Linked DNA regions of Sus scrofa: region 2 is linked to region 1. Evidence: chromatin contacts called from public Hi-C data. All regions are on one chromosome and are shown on one strand. Each heading gives the region's core, a stretch centred on a gene start, on an enhancer-like site or on the middle of the called end of the contact. The rest is flanking DNA. Distances are from core to core; before and after follow the strand shown.

Evidence for each region. Hi-C and Micro-C count contacts between places; a contact is called where the count stands out from the background.
Region 2: a Hi-C map of heart right ventricle shows a contact between it and region 1, with 2.2 times the contacts expected there. The contact joins two enhancer-like sites. A contact is called at or near these places in 3 of 47 Hi-C or Micro-C datasets (embryonic fibroblasts, heart right ventricle and liver).

What each region holds. Positions count from the first base shown.
Region 1 is chr4:130,547,390-130,552,921 of Sscrofa11.1, reverse strand. All of the region lies in intron 1 of DDAH1 (N(G),N(G)-dimethylarginine dimethylaminohydrolase 1), which reads right to left. Among named protein-coding and RNA genes, the nearest start is that of DDAH1, 65 kb to the right of the region's middle. Within about 2 kb of position 1,926, at least 11 of the 83 cell types and tissues checked have an H3K27ac peak or open chromatin away from gene starts, as enhancers often do.
Region 2 is chr4:130,617,575-130,622,913 of Sscrofa11.1, reverse strand. No RefSeq gene overlaps it. Among named protein-coding and RNA genes, the nearest start is that of BCL10, 25 kb to the left of the region's middle. Within about 2 kb of position 2,388, at least 3 of the 83 cell types and tissues checked have an H3K27ac peak or open chromatin away from gene starts, as enhancers often do.

The DNA of each region.
Region 1 (5,532 bases), core at 677-3,176:
CATCACAGGTGCGTCCCTAAAAAGACAAAAAAATTAAAACACATACAAACAAATGGTTTTAACTACGTTCGCTGTTTTCCTCAGAACTGAGTGTGGACGTGTCTAAGGAGGAGAACAACGCATCTAATTTGCCTCTTTTCCCACCCGGCTCCACGTTTAAACGTGTTGTCCAGAATCACTAGGGCCCTTAATAAAGTCTAAAATTACAATTTATATTAAAAACTACAACTTCATTAAAAGAACCATAAGCATTTCCTCTTTAATTTATCTGAATGGAAGACTCAGAGAAATCCTAGGATATACGACCATTCCAGGACAGCCGATGGTTCTCTGAAAAACAGCAAAAGAGAAGAAAGTGTCACCCTCACCGTGACACTTCATGAAGCTATTTTCGTCTTCTTTCAATACACAATATTTGGTTTCCTGACTGATGGATGGCTTTTTTTTTTTTTTTTTTTTTTTGATCCACACCTTTCCCAGGCTAGGGATCTAAATGGAGCTGCAGCTGCCAGCCTGTGCCACAGCCACAGCCACAGCCACGCAGGATCCTTAACCCACTGAGGGAGGCCAGGGGTTGAACCCACATCCTCATGGATACTAGTCTGATCCTTAACCTGCTGAGTCACGATGGGAACTCCCATCAATGGCTTCTTTGTTCAGGTCCCACTGGCCCAGGGTTCCGTAAAAGGAATTCAGATGGACAAACCTGAGAGGCTGTACAGCAAAGCGCGTAAGTTCACAAGCTTTGGAACTGAGCAGCCTGGTCCCGTCCTTGTTCTGAGAGTTGTGAGCTGACTGGGAAAGTTACTTATAGGCTAAGCCTCAGTTTCTTCATCTGTAAAATGAACGCCAAAGCTGCTTTCACCTGATAGGGTTGCTGTGCTGAATAAAACGGTACATGTAAGTACCTGGCATGGCACTCTAGCCAGAGTAAATGCTTAATAAATAGTATTTATTTATTTTTTAAAAAATTCTTTGTTTGTTTGTTTGTTTTGTCTTTTTGCTATTTCTTGGGCCGCTCCCGCGGCATATGGAGGTTCCCAGGCCAGGGTCGAATCGGAGCAGTAGCTGCCGGCCTACACCAGAGCCACAGCAACGCGGGATCCGAGCTGCGTCTGCAACCTACACCACAGCTCACGGCCACGCCGGATCCTTAACCCACTGAGCAAGGGCAGGAATTGAACCCGCAACCTCATGGTTCCTAGTCGGATTCGTTAACCGGATTGCGCAACCACGGGAACTCCATAAATAGTATTTATTTACAATCTGTTAAATTATAATCTAAGAGCCAAGATAATCCATCCAGAAAACTCAGGGCACTGCCTCGGTGCCCCTTCCATTGGTTCTGATTCACCATCCACTGAACAGACACGGGCAAGGAGGCTGATGCTGCCGGGCCTGGGCTCCGTGCTTCAGTTCCCAGGTTCAAGGCAGCCAGTCATGTCGGCAGGGGCATCACTGGGAGGCCCGGCCTGGTGCCTGCCCAACAGGAGCCACTGGCAAGTTTGTTTGTTGGTTTTGACAAATGAGTAAGGGGTGAATTAATGATTCTGATACACAGATAATTAAGACGGACTCTGTGACCTCAAGGAACTCATGTTCCAGCAGGAGGTGGAACCAGGCCCCCAAAGGGGGAGCGGAAGCAGGGAGGGCGGGGAGGGAATTTCAGGCAGTGGGAGGGATCGCCGTGAATAAAATACCAAAGATTTCTATTCCAGTCCTGCCAGCACAGTTCAGTGGCAAACAACATTTTTTCTAAAAGACCTCTTTCCAACAAGGAACAGAAGGATCCCTCTTTTTATCAGAGAAAAAAAGAAACTCTAGTCAGTTTAATATGTGAAGTCAAAGGACAGAAAGGCGTGACTGTCACACGGTCTCCTTTGGAAGGTCAAACCGAGCCCTGCCCGTGTTCCTGACCTACTTACCACTGGCTGGGAGTGCCGGGCACAAGTGCTTAGGGAGACGGCGAATGGGGCTCAGAGATCAGCTTCGTCCAGGTCCCCTGGCAACGGGGAGACAGGAGAACGGGCCAGGGCTCCTATCTTTTTCTTTTTTGGCTTTTGAGGGCCACACCTGCGGCATATGGAGGTTCCCAGGCTAGGGGTCTAATCAGAGCCACAGCTGCCGGCCTACACCAGAGCCACAGCAACGCCGGATCCTTGACCCACTGAGTGAGGCCAGGCATTGAACCCGCAACCTCATGGTACCTAGTCTGGTTTGTTTCCGCTGTGCCACGACGGGAACTCCCCAGGTCCCCTATCTTGCAGTCAGAACCGAGCACAGCCTGGGGTGCAAGCAGGGGAAACCTGGTCTGAAAACCCTCACACCCTCTCCACTCCATCCCCTGTCCCGAGACACTCCACAAGGCAGGGGGACCGAGGCAAGGCACGCTCTGCTGAGCAGGAGAAAAAGTGGAACCGGCTCTCTACTTCGGAGGCAAAGGGACCTGCCAGTCCCCTCAAAAAGGGGGCTGACTGCTGGGATGAGCCACTTCCTGTCATGGATCCAAGGACCAGAGTGCTTTGCTGCAATGGTTTCCTTTAAGGAAATGAGGAAAAGAAGCAGAGGGTCCCCGCCCCCCGGACCCCACACGCAGCTTGTAATTCAGGGGCGAGAGGATGCGGTACTGTTTCTGGATGAAATACATGCTTGTTCTTCTGCTACAGGCAGCAGGAAGCCAAGGGTCTGACTTCTTTCTAACTAAGCATGGCCTGATAAGATAGACTTACTAACTGGTAATAACTACAACACGGGGCCAAAACTCAAATATCATCTAACCGAAGTGATTTTACCATTTATTGGTCTTACACGCAGCCATCTGTAGGAAACTAAATCTTTCAGTTCCCTGGGGGTGCCGTTCTCCTGCAGTTCACCTTGGAGACGGGCAAGGAAACAGCAGTGCCCCAACTCAACACAGGTTTCACTGAGATCTTACTTTGGTCACGCGGAGTCCCGCTTTACGGCTTTGCATACTTGTGAGACTGCACTTGAGTCAGCCCTGCTAAAGGAAAAGGACTGTGGGGTCCCCCCATCTCCCCTTATTTTTTGGTCCATGTGCATGACTGACCCAAAGTTTTCTTTCCTTTGGAAAATCTTGGCTTTGTTTTGCTGTATCCCAGCCACCTTTTCATAATACAATTTGGGGCTCATTGGCATTATTTAGCAAAAACAGTCAGGGAGGACTCCCGGAAGAACACCAGTCTCCTATTCCAGAAATTCTAAAATTCACATCTGAATTAAAAGAGCTCCCCTACTGTAGTACACCTACTTCAGAGCGTAACAGATGGTGCTATTAGCATCATCACACACCATCCACAGGGTCCCACAGGAAATTCCTCTCTAAGCTCAGCATCGAGAACCCGTGCACTTGCACCGGATCCTTCTCAGTCATGGACCCGCCCATAGCGCACGGCCCCCGCAGGCTGAAACACCTGCCAGCAGCCCTCTTCACACTAGCACTTAGAAAGCTCACAGTGGAACTGTGGCTCCAGAACGGCGTGGAGATCACGTTGGGTCACAAATTGCGTTCCACGCTCTACCTGATGGTGATTAATTTTCTTCCTTTATCCGTATTTTGATGGATTCTACCCTGTATTTTACACATGCCTCTAAGCTGTCGCACATCCCTCTGCAGCATGAATGAACAACATAGCGAAGTAAGCAGAGCGATGGTACCCACCCACAGCACGATCACATTCTTCAACGACGACAGGCAGGCGTGGGTCCCGAGTCGCTGAAGCTGTACTTGGATGGTGCAGGACACCGGGCTGCAAAGTGCACATCGAGCGTACACCAGACGCCCTCTCCTTCCTCAGGACATTTGGGGGCTGGGCAGAAACTGCCCCGCAGCGCTTAAGAGCCGCTGTGACACTAGTCTCTGCTGACCAAGTCGAACAATAAAACGACAGAATTGTCTTCTTTCCCCAAGAGTCTGGAGCGCCAAAGGCAGAAGGGAAACAACTACGAAAACCTGCAATTCATCAGAAGAGGACCCTTCCATTATGGGCAACTTTCTCTTACCTGGGCTCGTTCACTTTCTGGGAGCACACGAGACGGAGGAAATCACAACTGCAGGGACAACAGCGTACAGAGCACAGGACGGCTGGTGTTTATGTTAGAGGAAAAAGGCTGCCGCGAGGGTGAACTACAATTTTACTTTGCATTTTAAGAGACATAACACTTGAGCTATTTAAAAATTCCTCATTCAACTGCAGGATCAGCTATGGCTCTATGTGCATTTTTAAAAAGGAAATGCACTATTACCATCTTATTAGAAAGAAAACCCTTTCATAAACGGTTTTGTACCTAGTTCTTTGTGAATGTGTTATGAAAGGGTAGTCTTTTAAAAGTCACCTATTTCTCTTTTCCAGCCAGAGTCTAAGGCTGAATTTTTTCCCTTTAATCAGTCTTTCACCTAAAAGCAAATGTAAATACTTTCCAAACTTTTTAATAGACAAAATGTTTTCAAAAGACAGTATGTATGAATTTTCCCCACTGTTTTAGAATGTATTTATTTGAAAATTTCCTCTGAAATTTATCATGTCAGTTACAAGTACTAAGATACAAAAGTGCTGCCTGGATTTTCCAGTAAATAAAGCTGACCTAAGGTTTTGTTTCCAGAAATCCTAATGAACGAATAAAAAATCTTCTCTGAATTCTTGTTTATGCTCCAAAAACATTAGTTTAACCTCCACAGATAGCTGCTCTCCTCAGGAAGCTGTGCGCGCCTCTGAGGAGCGTCTGGCCCCGGTGATAAGCGGCGCGTGTGTGTGTTGGCGGCAGCAGGGACGCCCCTCAGGGCCTCCCAGGCTTTGAGCTGGACACCAACAGTAGCAAGTCCGAGGGAATTTTTCCCATGGACGCGTAAACCCCCAGGTTTACCGGACAGAACTGTGGAAAAGAAGTAAAACAAAACAGAAGCGTTACATCCCAGAAAAATCTGAGAAGAACTGCTCCAAACGTGCGAGGCCCACGGTCCCCTAAGGGGTCCCCGAAGGCTCCTTTCCGAGACGGCCTCCGGAACGTCCCCGAGCTCGGCCGTTCAGGAGTCTTAGCTCCAGGCGCCGCATCCTGGAGCATCTGCAGTTTTCCAACTGGAGCTCTCGGCCCTTTTCGCTAAAAATCTGAAGTCGGAAACCGAAATGCTGATCTGTTTTCAGCCCCGGAGTGGGTAGAATCGTAAAATACAGTTTCCCTCTTGACTGCTTACAAACAGATACATGCTGTGCTCTTGGCAAAACCGACACGTTTCATTTTAACATCCTAACTGCCGACAATTAAACACTCCTTAATACAAAACAATTTCTGTATCTTAAAGCCTAACTATATTTCTCTTGCTACTCCTCACGGATAAGAAATCTTTCTAGGGAGTTCCCATCGTGGCGCAGTGGTTAACGAATCCGACTAGGAACCATGAGGTTGCGGGTTCGATCCCTGCCCTTGCTCAGTGGGTTAATGATCCAGTGTTGCCGTGAGCTGTGGTGTAGGTTGCAGACGCGGCTCGGATCCTATGTTGCTGTGGCTCTGGCGTAG
Region 2 (5,339 bases), core at 1,139-3,638, 70 kb before region 1:
GAAGGATTTACTGGGCTGGGAGGGGAGGGGGAAGGGTGCACGTTCAATCCCGCAGACGCTCACTGATCTTCCCTAATTTAGTAGGTTTTCTCGTCTAAGTGTTTCTTCATCTGATATATACACATAAGATCATTTCCAGAGATTTTTTTTTTCTTTTTCATTTCTCTTTTTAGTGGCTGCACCTGTGGCATATAGAAGTTCCCGGGCAAGGGACTGAATCCAAGCCACAGCTGTGGCCGCTCCGGATCCTTTATCCCATTGCACTGGGTCGGGGGCTGAACCTGTACCTCTGTAGCAGCCTGATCCGCTGCAGTCGGATTCTTAACCTACTGTGCCACAGCGGGAGCTTCCCATTTCCAGAGATTTTACATAATTCTTAAAGTCTTGGTCATTTGGCAGAGGAGCGAGTCCCAGATCTCCTACTGTCCTGCTGGGAGTGGGAGCCTTATTCCTGCTATTTAATAGGAGTGGCAGCCTTCGCGTGTTAGGGAGACCGGCGTGGGGGCCACCGAGGAAAAGAAAGTCCCTCCAAATCCTAAGAGTACAAACACCTACACCTGGAATTCCAGGCGGTGAAGGGCACTGGATGTCGCCCACACCCGATTTTCTGGCTGGGGCATCACCTGCACCTGTTCTTGGATGTGGTCCTTTAGGCTCCATTTGAACAGCCCCGAGAATGGGGAACTCACCACTCTTAGTTTAGATGGAATATTCACCCCGTGAGCAACACAACCATGTAAAACCCAAACGGTCTGTGCCCTGTAGGCCGGCTGTGGGCATGGACAGAGCGGAAACGCAGAAAGCAGGTTGTTTGGGATCCTAGACAACTTCATGTCGCCAGCAGGTCATGGACATGCAGTCAAAAGGCAAGTGGCTGTTTTTGGACACCAGGTGCCCCAGAGACTGGCCTAATTTTAGAACCAACGGCGCTCACGAAAGAGGCACAGGACTCGCGGGTCTGGGGTGTGACGTTTTCTCCTCGGGCTCATGTCCTCCTGCTCATGTTGAGACACAGAGAGAGGGAGAGGGAACGGGACCACACAACTGGCGTGTGCCTAAGGAACAGGATGAAACGCCGACGCTGGAGGGCCGGAGCCCGTCCAGGCTGCTCTTGGGGGGCCCGAGAGCTCGTTTTCCCAGTGGCGTTGTGTGGGTCGTCTTCCAGCCCTTGGGCTCCTTTCTCCGCCCACCTGTGCCAGCTCCGTGCCAAGAAGCTGGCCCCTGCACAGAACCTCCCCCGTCTCCTCACCAGCCGTCCAGCAGTTGCGTCCCGCCAAGGGGGCACCATCAAGTCAGACAGTGAGAAGAAAGAGGCTCTGGATCCTGGTCTCTGGCTGGAGCCGTGTGGCCCTTGGTTCTCTGACCCAGACCCAGCAGCGCCATTTCCTGGCCTGGTCCTCTTGGGCCCAGAAGTGCTGCTGGCAGCTGGTTTCTGGGGATTTCACCCATCACCCCCCTTGTTTGTAGCCTGAACATCAGACCTTTGAAACAGACCTTCATGAAAATCTTTTTTTTTTTTTTTGTCTTTTTATCTTTTCAGGGCTGCACCCGCGGCATATGGGGGTTCCCAGCCTAGGGGTCTAATCAGAGCTGTGGCCGCTGGCCTACACCACAGCCATAGCAACATGGGATCCGAGCCGCGTCTGGGACCTACACCACAGCTCATGGAACGCCGGATCCTTAACCCACTGAGGGAGGCCAGGGATTGATCCTGCAACCTCATGGTTCCTAGTCGGATTTGTTTTCACAACGGGATCTCCATGAAAATCTTTCCATTTGCTCCAAGCAAGGGTGAATTCTGTTTTCCTTCAGACTCCTTGTTACCCCCTAGCCATGGTGATGGGTTCCATCTGTCTCCCTCGGTGGTTATTAGGTCCAGGACAAAAGCAAGCCCAGGGCTGTCCCCGAGTTACCTCTCAGGAGCCTCATCCACTCCTCTGGTTCCCATATAAGCAGAATGGATGCTTGTTCATATCCTACCCTGGAATTCTAAGCCTCTCTTGGATCCACGGCCATGAATCTGTTTATTCCATGAGCTCTTTCTAGAGGCAGAAGACCCAACATTTCTACGTAGCTCGACTGCTGCTTGGAATCAGAACTTGTTTGTCCTTGAACTTGTCCTACATCAGTGTGAAATATGCAGTCGTGAACCTGATGGGGTGATGGGAAATTTCACTCGTAGCATGAGGTTTCCTAGTTTAACTGTGAGCAATCGTCCTCTGAGTTCTGTCCCAAAGCCCCATCTAGTCAATAAGTCTCCCTGTCCCTGAGCAGGAACAAATTATTTAAAAAATTGAAGCCTAGGGAAAAGCAAACAACCTTCCTAGGGCTGTGTTCGTTCACCCAAGCTCTTTCTTTGCCTTCATAACCAAATGATTAAACTTTCTATTTATAAGTCAAGGGGCATCCCAAGACCTAGGGGCCCATCACTGCTCTTAGGCATTCATGTCACAAGCCAGCCCAGGCTATAAATATAAAATATAAAATATACCAGGTGGTTAGGGGGCAAACTGGTTTGAATCCTTCATTTATTTATAGTGACAGTGGCATATTTGGCACTTAAATGTTCCCCTAAAAGCTGATAACCCCCGTTATCTTGTGCTATAAGTGGTCCAGCTTTCCCCGAGTTAGGAATGAGGGTTTGGGAGGGAGGTGAGAAGCAGTCTGATCTGCCAACAGCTCCCTAAGGCAAGTGTGTCTTTGGAGCAGCCTTTCCAGGGACCAGGGAAACCTGTGACTTCTCCACGGAAGCTGTCAGGCCAGCTTACAGGCATCAACGATGACAATCTGGAGTTATTTCTGGAGTAGGTGATTGATGTTTCGAATAGAAGATGCCATTTTGATGGGCTCCAGACTTGCTGTGATGGGAGCTGATGAGGATAATGATGATGATGATGATATTTACATGGTGCCTTTCTTCCAAAGAACGCCTCCGTCCTTTTATCTCATTCGCATTGAAAATGTCCCTTTGGAGTTGGGAGGAAACGCTGTCATGTATCTGTTTTTCAGGAGAGGAAATGGAGAAAGGATCACTGCCCAGCTCTCGGGGCCCATTTGGTGATGAGAAGAGCTGTTTACAGGACAGACTAAATCTGGGGAGAAGAAGTTTAGGAAAAACGCCAGGGTCAGCTCCTGCTCATCCTTTTCAGTGCAGCCGTATCAAGCTCCATCAGTGTGACTCCCTGACCCACAGTCTTCAGGGGACACACAGACGCCAAGTTCTGTCCCAACACCCGAGGCTCTCGACACCCACCCTACACTGTCTCCCTGGCCCCTTGCATCTGTCTCATGTTTCAGCCAAAAAAAGCCACCTGCTCTGAGAATCCCCTTCTCTTTCACAACGTGTGTGGCTCACACGTGCTGTGACTTGTTTAAGGTCTGTCTTCCTGTTGGGATGTAAATTCCAGGAGAACAGGGACAATCGCCATCCTGCCCCAGGGCCCAGTTGGGTCAACAGGCACACAGTAGGTGCTTCGACAGCACACACCGTGCCTCCCACCTGTACGCCTTTGCTCGTGCTGTGCCCCAGGCCCCCACCCTGCTTATTGAAGCCAGAGCTGACCTTCCAAGCCCAGGTGAACCCCCACTCGGGAACCGCCACGGCAGCGTTCTGGTTCCTGCCTTCCATTCCACTGGGTCACGGGCATCTGTGCCCTTGTGCGGCCTTTCTTCCCTCTCCCTCCCAGACCGGCAGCTCTTGAAAGGCAGGCGCTGCCCACCGGGGAGCCTGGCAGAGGTGGGCCCTTGTCAAACACGGGCTCCCTTGTCTCGAACTATTGTTGACCCGCATCTTTCGTTCCACAAATTCCCATTTCTGGCATCTGCAGCTTGTCCTGCGAAGGGATTTTTCTCATTCTTATCTTCCTCCAGTCTTCTGGAAGGCTGCGGGAAGACCAGCCGGGGAGCCCCGCCAACTCATGCTTTAAAGAGTGCCTCCCTTTCTCCTCCGAGAGCAGCGCTGACCTCTGGCCCCGGGTAGAGGTTCCATTTCCTCTGGGGCCTAGAGCACATTTGCAGGGGTGGCCGTTGGCAGCTTTTAGCATCACGGCCCATATCAACGCCAGCCTAATATGGAGAGCTAACCAGCGCGATGTCAGCTGAGAAGCTGTGACTAAATCAGTGACCTCGGCAAGGAGTCTGAGTGTTGCTCTGTGCTCCTGGTTGCCTTTGCAGGTGCCCTTCAGTTTGAGAAGACGATTGGGCTGACTCTGGGCCCATGTGAACGCTTATAAGCAGCGCATTTTTGATGCCTAAAGACCCCTGGCTGCTAGAACTGCGGGCACACTGAACAGCTGGGGTGTAACACTCCATATAAAGTGGAAAGAGCCACTGTGGCGACCGGACCAGGGAGCGTTCAAGGCTGTCAAAACCGATAATGTAGACCTATGTTTAATGACACGGGGACATGGCCGCAATACATTCCCGAGTGAAGGTCGCAGGCCACGGAACAGCGTGGTTGTGTAAAATGACTCCACATTTGTATCTGCACCTACTTCTAGATGTGACACTATTCTCCCAAATGTCATCAGAGGCTGTCTGTAGCTGACAAAATTGGGGGTCACTTTTTTCCCCCTTTACTTTTGTTTTTATGGGTTTTTGGTATGATTCGATTTTTATTTTTACAGTAAGCAGTTATTATCTTTACACTCAGAAAAAGAGAACAAGAAGGCTGCATTCAGTTTGAAAAAAATTATTGGAAATAAAAAGCGTCATTAAAAAATCTTCAAATTTGGAAGAAGATGCTGACTGTAAAATAAACAAACAGAAACAAAAAAATAAACTCTTACGTGAGCAAAGGAAAAAAACTGTCCCGCTGTCTCTGTGAGCTGAGCCGTACTGTAAGGTGCTGACAGCAGTTAGGAGTGAAAGGAGCAAAGGGAAGCCACTTCGAGGAGAAGCACATGTGAAGCCACGACCTGACCACGCGTGGATAACATGCGCCAGAAGCAGGAAGCATCCTTCGATCATCACTTTAATCCAAGCTTTTGATGGCAGTTGCTTGGCAGGTTCAGTATTTCTAATCCCACAGCCTATGGGAAAAACTTGCTCTTTTTTTTTTTTTTTTTTTTTTTTTTTTTTTTTTTAGGGCCACACCTGCAGCATATGAAAGTTCCCAGGCTGGGAGAGAATTGGAGCTGCTGGCCTACACCACAGCCACAGCAACATGGGATCCGAGCCGTGTCTGTGACCTACACCACAGCTCATGGCAACGATGGGATCCTTAACCCACTGAGCAAGCCCAGGGATGGAACCTGCATCCTTATGGGTACTAGCGGGTTCATTTCCATGGAGCCACAACGGGAACCCCAAAACTCCCCATCTCTGATAGCAAGGAAATG